Linked DNA regions of Sus scrofa: region 1 is linked to region 2. Evidence: chromatin contacts called from public promoter capture Hi-C data. All regions are on one chromosome and are shown on one strand. The core of a region is the stretch at or near the end of the contact, and the rest is flanking DNA. Distances in the headings are between cores, read along the strand shown. Region 1 overlaps CCDC158 (coiled-coil domain-containing protein 158). Region 2 holds the start of FAM47E (protein FAM47E).

Region 1 (7,287 bases), core at 1,523-4,022, 110 kb after region 2:
CCCAACACTGCAAATTTAAAGCCTGGAACACACACAACCCCTCTATTCATCAAGTACTGCTGATTCAACCTTCAAAAACATTCTTAATTCTTCCCTCTCTTCTCATTCACTGCCACTGCCTAGTTCAAATTCTCACCAGCTTCCCCTGGGACCACTGCAAAATCTTCCTTAAGTGGCTGGCCTCATCCCTTTAGGCTGGCCTCTTTTCACCTGCTAACACTGTCCTTCTAAAATGTAAATTTGGTGACATCAATCTCACAATACCTTTTGCTGGCTCCACATTGTCCAGCTCTGCCTCGCACTCTGCCTCATTTCTCAGTGCTCACAAGTACTCCTGAGGTCACATCATATTATTTGTGCCTTCGTGCTCTGCACACCATGTTCTCCCCACCTGGATTGCCCTTCTACCTCTTTTTCACCTGCTAAATTCCTTTTCCTCATCAAACCTGGTACAGATGTCACCTCCCATGGGAGGCTGATACTCCATCCTCTCCCACGTCTGCATACAGCACTCGTCCACTGTCCCACCCACTGTACTGTTTCCCCAGCTCTGACTCCCAACCAGTCAGGAGGCTCACTGTTTCTAGGGCCTGTCTTGGCCTGTGGCATAGTATGTGCTCAGGAATCAATGATGGGGTGGTGTGTGTGTGTATGTGTGTGGCATACTCCTGGTGAACTCGGAGAGTTTCATTTTAAAATTTAAGGTCTTGGATTCCTCCATTTCAAGAAGTTTTCATAAGCCTGTTGACAGGTGCTGCTTCATTATTAACCCTAAACAAGCTACCTGACTCAAAGGACTCAAGGTTTCCGCTTCCCTCGCCCTTCTCATGGACCTTGAAGGCTGACTAAAGCCAGTGGTGAGTGAGCCCAAGCCAAGGAGCAGTATCAGCATGTCACATGATGAACCGTCCCCACCCAGGCAGCATCATTATCCACGTCTGAAATGTGGGATTAGGAGCCATTCTGCTGTGATGGTTCTACCATCCGCAGTGAACTCCACTCATAGCACTCCGATGTTTCAGCAGAATTTGAACTGGAGCAACATACCTGTAAGACTGTTTAACTCATTCCTACTGGTTTTCACCTCACTTAATAAATGATCTCTCTCTTGTTTGATGTCCTTCACTGCACGGAGCCGCTCAGAACCTGCATTCACCAGCTTCACCTTTTCCAGCTCCAGGTCACTCACTCTGGCCTCAAGCTCCCGTATCTTTGCATCTTTTTTATCTTTCAAAATCTAAATATAGGGATAAATACAAAGGATGGAGTAAGAAAAACACGTAGCCTTAAATGCAGTACCAGCTAATGCAGTTTAAATACACAGGCCAAGGCTATATTTGAAATGTAACACATGACAAGCTTTTGGCTGTTTCAGAAAGGACTGGTGGAGCGCTGTGGGCTTGTCTCACTCTCACCTGTGATGGGCTTGGGTGGGAAAGGCCCTAAATATGGCCCTGATTCCTGCTCATCAAGCCACTCCTGCTGTCACCCTAGATCCAGCTGGTGTCATGGGGTGTGGGAAGGGGTGTGGGAAGGGACAGGCTGTGCTGGGCATATGCTACTCCTGTCCTCTCGGCAGGGGGAGAGAGGGGAAAGGCAGCTCATGCACCTGGCAGCTCATGCACGTGGATGGGGTATTAAAGCTCAAGTGTTTAACTCACAGCCTTTGCATCTGTGTGAGGCTCTTCGCACCTAGGCTGACCTTTGCCTGAAGCTGCTCCGTATCTGGGAAGTGAAAATTAGTTTCTACCCTCTCCAATCTGTTTTTGCATTCTTTATCCAAACTTCCTCAGATCAACCTACCCCCAATGCTGCCTTTTTCGTGCCACCTCCTCCTCTCTACCCCAAACCTGTCATGGCTCCCACACCATCTCCAGGATAAAATACAAACTGAGCCTTCCCAAGCTAGGAATGCCTTCTTTCCTCCTCTTTGCCTAGTTTTACCCATTTCAAGTCCCCACTTCTCTATGAAGTCTTCACAGGCCACTCTAGTCACAGGAACCCTTACTACTCTGGGGCGTGCTCTCCAGACCAGCATCAGATGGAGACTTGTTCAGAAACACTAACTCTCAGGCCCCATCCCAGACCAACTGAATCGGAAACCCTGGGGCTGGGGCCCCGCAGTCTGTGTTTTAACAAGCCCTCCAGCTGATTCTGGTTCTCAGTCCAAGTGATTGAGACCCACTACACTATAATATTTACTCATACACTGCCTAGGGTCAGATCCCAAGGTAGTGGTGCTCTCAGGCAGAGCTACGGTCTGTTTCCTCTTCTGCAAAATGTACCCACCTCATCAGGTTTTCGTGAAGGTCAAATTATTTAATTTCTGGAATATAAAACTCAAAAGAGTCTTGCATTTGTTTATACTCTTAACAATACCAGAAATCCATCTCTTTTAACAAGAACGTTGAATAATCGCTTTTATCCTCTAACATGTTCTACAAACCTATTCTAAAGTTTCTACGGTAAGGACTGGCCACCAAGAAGCCTTTTAAAGGCTTTTAAAGTCTCTTTCATGGTGACTTTGGCTATTTAAAAAATTACGATATAATCAAGTAAAACTTAAGCACTAGAAAATTCCAGTTCTTTAGGCAATGAACTTGTATGTCTCCATAGGATAGGTAATAATCCATCGGCCTGATTTTTAGAAGGAGCAAACACGACCATCCAAAGTTTATTCAAGATATGTGGTTCTCAGAGGCAGGGAAAGGAGAGGGAAGGGGAATTGGCTGAAGGTAGTCAAAAGGTACAAAGTTCCAGTTACAGGCTAAATCATTACTAGTGATGGAATGTACCATGTGATGACTACAGTTACTACTGCTGTATGCTGACAGAGTAGATCCTCGAAGTTCTCATCTTAAGGGAAAAAACATTGTTTTATTTATTTTTTGTACCTATATAAGATGATGGATGTTAACTTAGTGGTAATCATGGCACAATATATGTAAGTCAAGCAATTACACTGTACACCTTAAACTTAGTGCTATATGTCAATTTTATCTCAATAAAACTGAAAGAAAAAATGGTATATGATTTGTCTCCTACTAGTTACTAGAGAAGATACAGGTGATATAAAGCTTAGGAAATCAAATTTTTAAAAGTTAGTTCAATAATTTTAAATTTTGAAAAATATTTACTGAGCACCTGCTGGGTGCAAGGCACAAGGTCATGGGGCAGGGGTGCAAATATGAATAAGATGTGTACCTGCTTGAAGAAGTCTGCAGTCTTACAGGGAAGAGGAGGCACTGGCATTCACATAAGAACACACATACCCCCACACCCACACACACGCTGTGATACAGAACGGGATCCAGGTTAGAACAGGTACAAATAAAGTGTGATAAAGTGCGGGTGGAGAACAGAACTAATATTTTCTAAACATCTTCTACAGGCCAGGAACCAGGCTAAGTCCTCGGTATATATTTTCTCATTTAAGCCTCAAGTAACCCAATAAGGTTTTGAGATGTTTTTTTGTTTTGGTGTTTGGTTTGGTTTTGGTTTACAGACCTTGAGGCCACCATTCAGCAAACGGTCCAGTGTTTTACAATTACTGAGTGGTAAGAGATGGGGTTGAAATTTAGGTCTGCCTGAAAAGGGAGAAAACACTTTTTCAAACTGTGGGTCAGGAAAGGCTTCAAGAAGAAGCTGGGCTTTCTGATTTTTCTCTTCCGAATCATCAGTTCTAAACCATTTGGGAGCCACGCCTTTTGGAATCTAATCAAAAGATGGATCCTTTCTTACACACACACATGCGCACTGACATAAACATTTTCCAACCATTTCCGAGGGTCCACAGTCATCCTTGCAGGAGCCCTGTCCAGTAAATCAGGTCGTCCTTGCTCCTAGGAACACAGCTATTTCCGAAGCTAGACCGCCGAAGGAGCCCACAGACCTTCAGCTCCTGCAGCTCCAGCCTCCGGTCGCCGACCTCCTTCTCCAGCCGGGCCTTCTCCACCTGCATGGCGCCAGCCGTCCGGCCGTGCTGGCCCACCAGCTGGGTCATGTTCTCAATCTGCTGCCGCAGGATCTCGATGACTTTGTCCTTCTCTGCCATCTGCAGCTTGAGGGCCTCGCACTCGGTCTGCACGTCTCGGAGGTGATCCCCCTCATTCTTCAGGTGCTGCAGCTCCTGCAGCTTCAGGTCCACCCGGGAGCGCAGCTTCAGGATCTCCGAGTTGGTGGCCTCGATGGCCCTCTCTTTTTCCTGCAGAGAAGCTGTCAGGTCAGACACGGTCCTCTCGGAGCTCTCCAGGGTCATCTTCTTGGCTGTCAACTCTTCCACTACTTTGCGGAGCATCTCTTTGGTGGATTCCAGTTGGGCCGTCAAGGAGGACACTTTCTCTAGACTTTCATTCTTTCCCTGAATTGCTGCCATCTGATTGTTAAAGAAGAGAGAATTTCGTGGATTTGGGCAGACAGATCTGAGACAGAACAAGTTAGCTCAAGAACATGCAATCATGAATCTGATAGGACCTCAAATTGTTTTGCTGGCAGAGCTTCATACATACCAGAGATTGATATCTGCTCATTAGACCAAGGTGGAGAGGCCTTAATTAAATAATAATGTTTCTCCGGAGTGGCTTTCTGGGAGGGGGAGGAGCTTGGCAAGTTTCCCCTGGGGCTGTTTTCTCTATCAATTTAAGCCAGGATGACACTGGCAACAGGGGAAGCGTGGCAGGGTTGAAGATAACTGCCCTATTTCCTTCCAGCCAGCCCATTAATTCTGCTTCTGAGGGAAAAATGAGAGAATAGGAAAATGATTCCGCCTGGTCTAAACCAAGACTGGCCCTTTGGTTTGATTTCTCATCCTGGGAAGCTTATTTTTTTTGAGGGATGCTTTTTTTTTTCTTTTCTTTTTAGGGCCACACCCTTGGCATATGGAAATTTCCAGACTAGGGGTCGAATCAGAGCTGTAGCTGCTGGCCTACACCACAGCTACAGTGACACCAGATCTGAGATGCATCTGTGACCTATACCACAGCTCAAGGCAATACCAGATCCTTAATCCATTGATCCGGGCCAGGGCGGCATCCTCATGGATACTAGTCGGGTTCTTAACCCACTGAGCCACAATGGGAACTCCCTGTGGGATGCTTTTATGTCTGTATGGCGACTACCGGCACTGGAACCATGTTCTTGCAGGACTGAGGCTACACTGCTGTTAGCAGAGCCCTCCACGGGGTTCACTACCAGTGCCCTGAAAAGGAGGGCACCCCACCTGCATATATATCAGTCCTAACAGGCCTGGGGGGAGTGGAGGGGAAAGCCTCTTTCATAGGAAAAACAAAAACAAAAAAACCTCTGTCAGAAACTTCCATCCCTCTGTTCCTCAGCTCTCCCTATGGTTTGATGCTTTTCTGAAACAAGCAATCATTAGGTGACCCATTTCTAGGTTGAGAATGAATAGGCAATTGGACGGGAGCTTCGTTACTCAATGATGGACAAAAGCGAGATAAAGCGTAGTGTTTTACATTCAGCAAATGGTCAGAAATACAGAAATCAACAGCAGGTTCTGAGCTCGCTCAGAGAACCCCCACAGCTCTGCTCTGGGAGAGGCCGCCCCCTGCCTGACCTGCCGCTCCATTTGGCCCTGGCACTCGCTCTTCATGGCCTTGAGAAGGGCCTCCAGGCGCTGCACCTCCATGTTCCTGTCGTCCAGCTCCCGCCGCAGGTGGTCAATGGTGATGCTGTTGCCTGTGTCCCTGTCCCACAGACGCTTGTTCTGCTCCTTCTCCAGACTCAGCTCCTTCTCTCGCTTATGCAGATCAGCCTACAAGAAGTGAGGCAAGCTCTCTTTATCCTTGGTATTCAATAATGAAAATAAAACTCCTCTCTTCCTTGCATCATCTTTGGAGTTTTTACGTAATTTGAGAAGCCTTTGATTTTTGGAATCTGACTCCTTTATAAAGGTATGGTTAGGAACAATGACTTCCTAGAAAAATAACAGCTTACTTGTAATTTCTAGCTTTACAAGTAAATTTCAATGGACCAGACCCTGAAACTATATAATGAAAAGGAAACTACAAATCATCTTTTTTTTTTTTTTTTAGTTTTAAATTTTCTAACGAAGGTATTATGCATCACATCAGGTGCGCTCCTGTGATAAGGAAACGCTCAAAAGCTTAAAGGAATAGTAACAATAAGCTGGACTTCTACTTCAGAAAAGGCAGAAGAGAGTCAGGACTGGGCCTGGAGCAGCCATGGGGCTGTGGATAGAATGACCTCCCTCTTCAGTCACTCAAAAAGTACACTGTGAGTGTTCACTGCTGGCAAAAACTCCTTAGTCAGAGAAAGACAAACAAAGGCACAGAGGTCTTCAGAAGGCTTCTCACTCCAAGAGAAAGATAACACACAGACACAAATAACTGGAGGTGGCTTTTCATTAAAGAGACAGAGCTGACGAACAGCAGAGAGAAATTACTGAGAGCAAAACACTTTAAGGTGGCATTTGAGTTGGACCTTGCGAACAGCTTGGAGATGCAGGAATTAGCAAAAAGAGACTAGAAGAGGGCACCCGTGGCTTGCCTGGAGCACTGGGTGTGTTGGGGGGAGAGGAAAGATTGGAGAGGTAAGGTGAAGCCGGGTCAGGAACAGTCTCGAAAGATAGGGAGTCAGACTTTATGGGAGAGTAATTTTTCAGTGGAAAAGAGAGATAATCAGAGCTATACTTTAGAAATATGAATAGAGGCTGGGCTGAGTGGGGAGAAACTGGAGTGGGAACTGAGTGAGGAGTCACTGCCATGCTGCAGGTGGAATGAGGGGCCTGGATGAAGGGCAGTGGCAAGAATGAAAAGGCGGGGACAGCTCTGAGGATCTTTCAGACATTTAATCTCTGAAATTTTTCTTCCTTTCTTTTTTTTTTTTTTTTTCTTTTTTTCTTTTTAGGGCCACACTCAAGACATATGGAAGTTCCCCGGCTAAGGGTTGAATGTGAGCTACAGCTGCTGGCCTACACCACAGCCACAGCAACGCCAGATCAGAACCATGTCTGGGAACTACATCACAGCTCACAGCAACACCAGATCCTTAGCCTGCTGAGCAAGCCCAGGGATTGAACCTGTGTCCTCATGGGAACTCCCTGAGCCACGATGGGAACTCCCTCTCTGAACTTTTTAAGTGAGATGTGTGGACACTGGGGCACCTGTAATCAGAGGGAAAGAAGTGAAGGACTGTCCCAAGGTTTTAAGCTTGTCTCACAGCTGTAAACTCTCCCTTTTGCACAGGCTCCTCAAGCCCCTTGTAGCCTACAGAGGGAGCTATAGCACAGCGAGCACTGTGCCCAGGGAT
Region 2 (6,513 bases), core at 2,191-4,690:
TTTCAAATCTACTTTAAAAAAATAGTTTCTTATACTTTGGTTATATTTGCAATTCCCTTATTTCCTACACATAGTAAACATGTTTGTTTTATGTACATAAATATGTATGTTTATATATAACTAATCATTTTTATTTATATTCTGCATTCCAGTACCTAAAATTTCTATAGATTTGATTCTGTTCTTTGTTGTTTCTATTTTCTCTTAAATTCATTGTGCCTTATTTCCTCATAGATTTTGTTATTTTTGTTGGGGAGCTCATGTCCATTTGCAGAAATTCTGTTGTCCAGGGTCAGTATAGTCCCAAAGGGATGATCTGTAACAGTGTCCAGATGTCAAGGGTCTCTACCAATTCAAGACCATTTAAAGGATCTCAGCTTAGGAGTTCCCACTGTGATGCAGCAGGTTAAAGATCTGGCACTGTTTCTGCGGTGGCATGGGCTTGATCTTCAGCCCCGAGCAATGGGTTAAGGATCAGGCATTGCTGAAGCTGTGGTGTAAGCTGTAGCTGTGGCGTGGATTTGATCCCTGGTCGGGGAACTTCCATATGCTTCCCAAAAAATCTCAGCTTAAAGTTCTGTTGTTTTTGTTGTTCAAATGCTCTTTTCTGGAAAGTACCATGAAATAAGCACTGCTAAGTATGTAGTAAAATGTTACAGAGATAGTAATTCGACCTGGAGTGGGAAAGATCCGGTAATAAGATCCTGTTATGGGTATGTGGTTAACTGTATTTGTAAAAAAAATGATCAAACTACCTGCCAACAAGGCTGGAAGAAAACAAGGCTGGAAAAAACAAGCCTGGAACGTCACTATCCTCACTCTTAAATAACATCTACTCATTAGATTACTGAATGTAACTACGTTTTACCTTTGTAAAGAGAAGGGAGAGAAGGAATGAGAGATTCCCCGAGTAATGGCTCTAATGAAGGTATGGAACGTGGTGAAATAAAGAATCTTTGTTATTTCCTACCAGCTATGAAACCAAAATTACTACATGAAGCAACCATCAAGCTGTGAGGATGCAAGAGTCATGAAAATAGGTGGTGTCTTATTAATTAATGCATTCAACAAACACTAGAAACTGATCCTGGAGACACAGCAGTGAGTGACAGCTTGGAGTGAGATCTTAATTCTCTGCTCAGGAATGAAACCTGGGCAGACTGGACAAAAACCAGGAATCCTAGCCACTAGATTAGCTGGAGGCTGAAAGAAGAATTGCCCTCATTCTTGCCCCCTGTTGAAAGCAAGAATGTTTCAAGGAGGCAAAGACTGTGAAAACAGGCATAAAATTTATTGTTAGAGTCACAGCACAACATGTAGGGGAGCACACAGAGAAGTCATTTATTTAAGTCAGAAGCAAAGCCGTAATACACACCCTAAAGTAGAATGTGGGTGTCCCCCGCAATGAGCAGCAAGCCAGAGAGCTGATTTAAATCACTTATATAGGACAGTTATTCTGGGTCTTTGTTTACCTTTAGCCAATTGTCCTGTTTTAATTCTCACACCTGACTGGACACAGGACCCTCCCCAACGTGCGTGCACATCTTTTGACAAAGATGGATTCCAGGGCAAAGGGTGCCAGGAGGTATCAGGACTTATTATGGCCTGGAGCCTCCTCCCTTTCTGACCCCTACAGTCTTACTGCGCATGTGTAATTGGGGAGCTCTCCTTGACCCCAGGAGTGATTGAATGGTCATCTTTCTAGATGGAACATGAAACAAGGCCTAAAAGGACACAGACTCCCTCTTATCAAGCAGGCCCATGTAACGGATAAGTTCCCAAAGACAAAGATAAGCCCCAAGGCCACAGACTACATTGCTCAACAAAACGCCCCTGTCTATAAAAAAATCAAGCACTCCCCTGCGGCGGTGGGGAAGTCTTGCCTGCTCAGGGTTTGAGACCAATGTCTTGGTCAACAAACTCCCCTGGCAATCTCATTGCTCCAGCCTCTGCCCCCTCCTTCCCAGCCATTCTCACAATCTTATCTCTGGATTCCAGCGGAGCTCAGCTCCTGCAATTACCTTTTTCCTTTAAGTGTCACAGAGAAACAAGGCTCAGTTTCCTGGGCCTAACAAGTCTCAGCTGTTTTCAGCGCAGGGGCCCATCTACCTCCTGCCTCAAAACCCTGTAAAAGGATCACAAAGACCCGGTCTGTTTTATTCCCCATTGCATCCCCAGCACCTAGCAGGGCCGTAACAGACAAGATGTGTTGAATGAGCACCTACTGTGTGCCATGCACAGTACTAGAAGCAAGGTGGACATGACCCTCACTCTCAGTCCTAAGGAGAAATCCTACTTCCTCAAAGTAATAAAAGCTTGAATTTGCAATCAAACTAGTATTAAAGTTCTTATCAAAGATACTAATAAACAACTAATGGGGCTCATTAGCATGATGACATTTGTAGCTTTCTCCATGAACTGACTCATAACAGCTCTGTGAAGTAGCCAGGCAAATATGATCATTCCCCAGTTCACAGCTGAGATAATACTACTACTCTGGAGTTCTCGAGGAATTCTTACCTGCCAGCACTGGGTTAAATGCTTTCCATTCATTATCTCATTGAATTCCCCAATAACTCTATGTGAAATCAGTGAAGCTAAAACAAGTTTCAGCAACTGTGCCTGGGGGGGGGTGCATAATTATTAAGTGACAGAATCATGACTTATCTCAGGAGGTGGGACTCCAGGGCTTTCCACTGTGCCCAGAAAAGGCAGCAGAACACACGCAGCGAGTGAAGATGCTAGAACCAGTAGCAGCTGGGGCACCTTTATTACCACGCGTAGATATTTAACAGGTGCCCAAGGGGGAAGCTAATTTACTCCCAGGAAGTTTGAAGACACATCTTTAAATGACGACAAAAAGTATTCCCCACACACAAAAGTATTGCACGATAACAGACACAATATAACTACTGCAATAATTTTGCGAGAAGAGAATTTTTTGCTCCTATTTCCTCTAGAAGCGATGCTTACTATTTAAATCAGGAACACTCAGAAGTAGCAAGAGAACTTGGCAAACCCAAAACACAACTTCCCTCAATCCATATTCATCTGGGCATCTGCCTACCAGGGCCAACTGCATAGCAATTTCACTGCTGAAGTGCGTTGAGGCAAGAGTCAAGTAACACAAATCTGGAAGGGACTCGAATCCAGCTGGTGACTAGCTAGATAGCAGTACGCAGCCCTGGATTTACAGAGGCGGTGAGGCTCACGGAGTACCCAGACCTCCAGAAAATCATTCCGTGCCAAAAGGCCTTCTCACGATTAGAAATGGGTCTAGTCTTTTCACTCTTTCTCTTGCTGCCTCTCCAGCCGCGATGTTCCTTTGCTTTAACAACAAATTTTTTGAAACGATGGTGACCGCCCCCCCCCCCCAAAAGCCTGAACGCGCTTTCCCAACAGATTCAAACACGATGACACCAGAACCTGATCCTTCGTACTTCGGCTGCCAAGGTCCACGCACCGCGGCGCTGGCGAAGGCTCGGGGGCGGCGGGAGTTGGGGGGCGCAGGGACCCCAGGGCCACGGGTTCCCGGGGAGCAGCTGAGCTGCGCAAGGGCGCGCCGGGGGCGAGTCTGGGCCGCGCACCACTCCGCGGTCTCCTAGCGACCCGAGCGGCTGGGAACGCGCCCTACACAAGGCCGAGCGGGCAGCCGGGCACCATGGCTGACCGCAGGGTACGGTTCCCGCCCGCAGCGCAGGCCCGGGTGCCGGTGGGCATCAGCTGCGGGCCCCGGTAAGCGCGCGCCCTCGCGAGGGCGCATCGGGCCGGTGCCACTTGGGGGCGCCTGCACCTCGTGCTTGTTGGGGCTGGGGACGGGGGAGGGCCCCGGGCCGCGGAGGGAGGGCTCAGCTGCCTTTCACTCTCAAGGTGTCCCGCTCCTAAATGACCGGAATGGAATATAACCGCGCGCGCGACGCCCCTCACTGCAAAGGACATCTTTCTGTTATCCTCCCAACCCCTCAGGAGATGGAGATTAATATACGCCTTCCTGATGGGAAACTAATAGTCACAGTCTTCCGCGGAGACTGGTTTAGTCTGCGACCCACCCTTCTCCGGGTTAGCAGCTGGATCTTGCACCTTGGCCACCCAGCTGGTGACTGCGGCCAAGCTGAGCCCGTGTTTGGGGAGTGCCTCGGGTACTGGCGTGTGTCTGCTGCCATTTTCGATGGTTGGTGTCACTGCCACAGGGCAGGAAGCCGAGGCTCTTTGCTAATTTCTTGATCTGTATTTGAGAACGGAATTAAGCTGTCCTGGTGGCGGTTAAGATTCCAAAGTCTAGAATCAGAAAGGCTAGCGGTGAAGGGACATTCTCCTCTTATTTGACGGGTGACCTTGGGCAAGTTAGCTGCTCTTTCCCGGCTGGGTTTTCTTAACAATAAATGGGGACAATAAAAGGAATTAACTCTACAGTATTGTAGTGAAGATTAACCTACATGGCACACGTTAAGCAGTTACGGTCACATACACACGCTGTGTACATGTTCGCAATTAACCAACTCTTTGAGAATCTTCTCCCACCCCCATTTTCAAACTTTCTGTTTTGAAATAATTATAGACTCACAAGAAGTTGCAGATATAGTGCAGAGGTCCCATGTACCCTTCCTCCAGCTGCTTCCAGTGGTACCATCTTGCATAAAGATAGTACTGTTATGGAACCAGGAAATCAGCACTGGTGCCATATGTGAACTAGACTGTAGACTTTACTTGAATTTCACCAGTTTTCGTGTGTGTATAGTTCTGTAAAATGTTGTCATGGGAGTTCCCGTTGTGGCGCAGCAGAAATGAATCTGACTAGGAACCATGAGGTTGTGGGTTCAATCCCTGGCCTCACTCTGTGGGTTAAGGATCTGGTGTTGCTGTGGCTGTGGCGTAAGCTGGTGGCTACTGCTCTGATTCGACCCCTAGCCTGGGAACCTCCATGTGCCACAGGTGCAACCCTAAAAAGAAAAAAAATGTTGTCTCATATATACATCAAAATACAAAACTTTTCTTCGCCATAAGAGAACTACTTCATGCTACCCCTTTATTATTACTCATTTTCCCACTCACAGCCCTTGGCAGCCACTAATTTGATCTTCGTTTCTATACTTTTGTTCTTTCGAGGCTGTTAGGTAAACAGAATAATAATATGGTATAAAACCTCTTGACACTGGCTCTTTTTCATTCAGCATAAAACCCTTGAGGTCCATCCAAAATGTTTTATGCACCAGTAGTTAGTTCATTTTTACTGCTGAGTACTATTACATGGTATGGCTGTACCACAGTTAATTTATCCATTCACCTGTGGCAAGACATTCAGGTTGTTTCTGGTGTTTAGATACCATGAAAAAAGCTGCTATGAACATTTATGTACAAGTTTTTGTGAAAACATAAGTTTTCGTTTCTTTAGGACAAACGTCTGATGCTCTTTTGCGAATCGTAAAGGTGGAAGTATCTATGTCTCATCTAGTGACTGTGAAGAGTTCATGTTTAGGAAAACATGTTTTAGTTTTATTTTCTGGCTCAAGCAAAATTTTTCATGAACATTACAGAATGCGGAGAGCGAAGTTCATTAGCTATGAGGGGCAAAGAGGGGTTGTGGGAAGCCCTCCAGCTAGACTGGTTGCTTTATTCACCTCTTTGGAACTCAGTTTTCTCATTGCAAAGTGAAGACGGTGGCCTAGATTTATTTCAGTTTCTGCTGGCTCTACTATTCTATGAGGCTTGAGTTAGCTGCCACACTTTTCCCATTTTGGGTTGTATGACTGTGCTTAAGTAAAAATATTATTTATCAGATTTGATTTTCAGAAGTCCTTGGGTGTTTGAATTACTTGTAAATGCGTGGAAAATAAACATTGTTAAGGTATTTAATACTATGGAGGGTAACTTGCTAATAGGTCAGGCTGAGTGGGTCATTCAGTCTCAGGGTTAGCTGGAATGTCAGCATCCCCACCACTTAGCTATTTGAGTGATTTATTAACTGCAAAGAGCAACTTTGTGTAAGCTCATGTTTTTGCATCCTTTCATCTACATCTTCACAGTGGAGGTGGAGCAAGCCCTTAAAACACACATACATGCACAGCAAGCAAAAATTTCTAAGACTCGCAAGAAAAGGATAGAGATCAAGCTGGAATCTCTCAATAATGTTTTGTGTCTATAAGGCTGAGTGCAACAAGGAGTAGATTTGGTATAATGGGTCTGGAGGTGGAAGAGGCTTCCAAGAAAGACATCAGTAATATAGAAATATCTGACTAGGGCAGTCTGATGTATTAGGATAATGACAGACCTACCATGAAGCTGCTCAGATTCCAAGTCTTGACTTTGGCAATAGCTGGATGTATTAGATTATCCAAGAACTCCTATTTGTCCATCTGTCTATTCCATCTCATCTTCATGCCCTAACTTCTCAGTGCAAATAGGGGCCTGGTGGGTAAAGAAACAATGTGAAGGAGGCTGTGTATGAGGCAGTAGGGAGTGGTGGAGACTGTGACTAAGAGAGCACAGGATTTGTCTAAAGAGGGCAGCCATTAT

What was found. Promoter capture Hi-C pulls out the DNA fragments that hold promoters and counts their contacts.
Region 1: a contact with region 2 is called in a promoter capture Hi-C map of fetal liver, with 2.6 times the contacts expected there. The contact joins the enhancer-like site here to the promoter of FAM47E in region 2. A contact is called at or near these places in 3 of 5 promoter capture datasets (fetal liver, fetal skeletal muscle and liver), 9 of 47 Hi-C or Micro-C datasets (alveolar macrophages, embryonic fibroblasts, fetal heart ventricle and 4 more) and 2 of 2 datasets of contacts at active chromatin or transcription factors (alveolar macrophages and skeletal muscle).

The regions. Positions count from the first base shown.
Region 1 is chr8:72,047,124-72,054,410 of Sscrofa11.1, forward strand. CCDC158 (coiled-coil domain-containing protein 158) reads right to left here. Exons shown (of 22, transcript XM_021101466.1): 9 at 5,573-5,770; 10 at 3,893-4,375; 11 at 1,048-1,237. Among named protein-coding and RNA genes, the nearest start is that of CCDC158, 38 kb to the right of the region's middle. Within about 2 kb of position 2,773, at least 2 of the 83 cell types and tissues checked have an H3K27ac peak or open chromatin away from gene starts, as enhancers often do. A contact at or near this core is called in fetal liver, where this site is marked.
Region 2 is chr8:71,936,857-71,943,369 of Sscrofa11.1, forward strand. It overlaps FAM47E (protein FAM47E), which reads left to right and starts at 3,441. Exons shown (of 8, transcript XM_013978791.2): 1 at 3,441-3,735. The coding sequence starts at 3,662.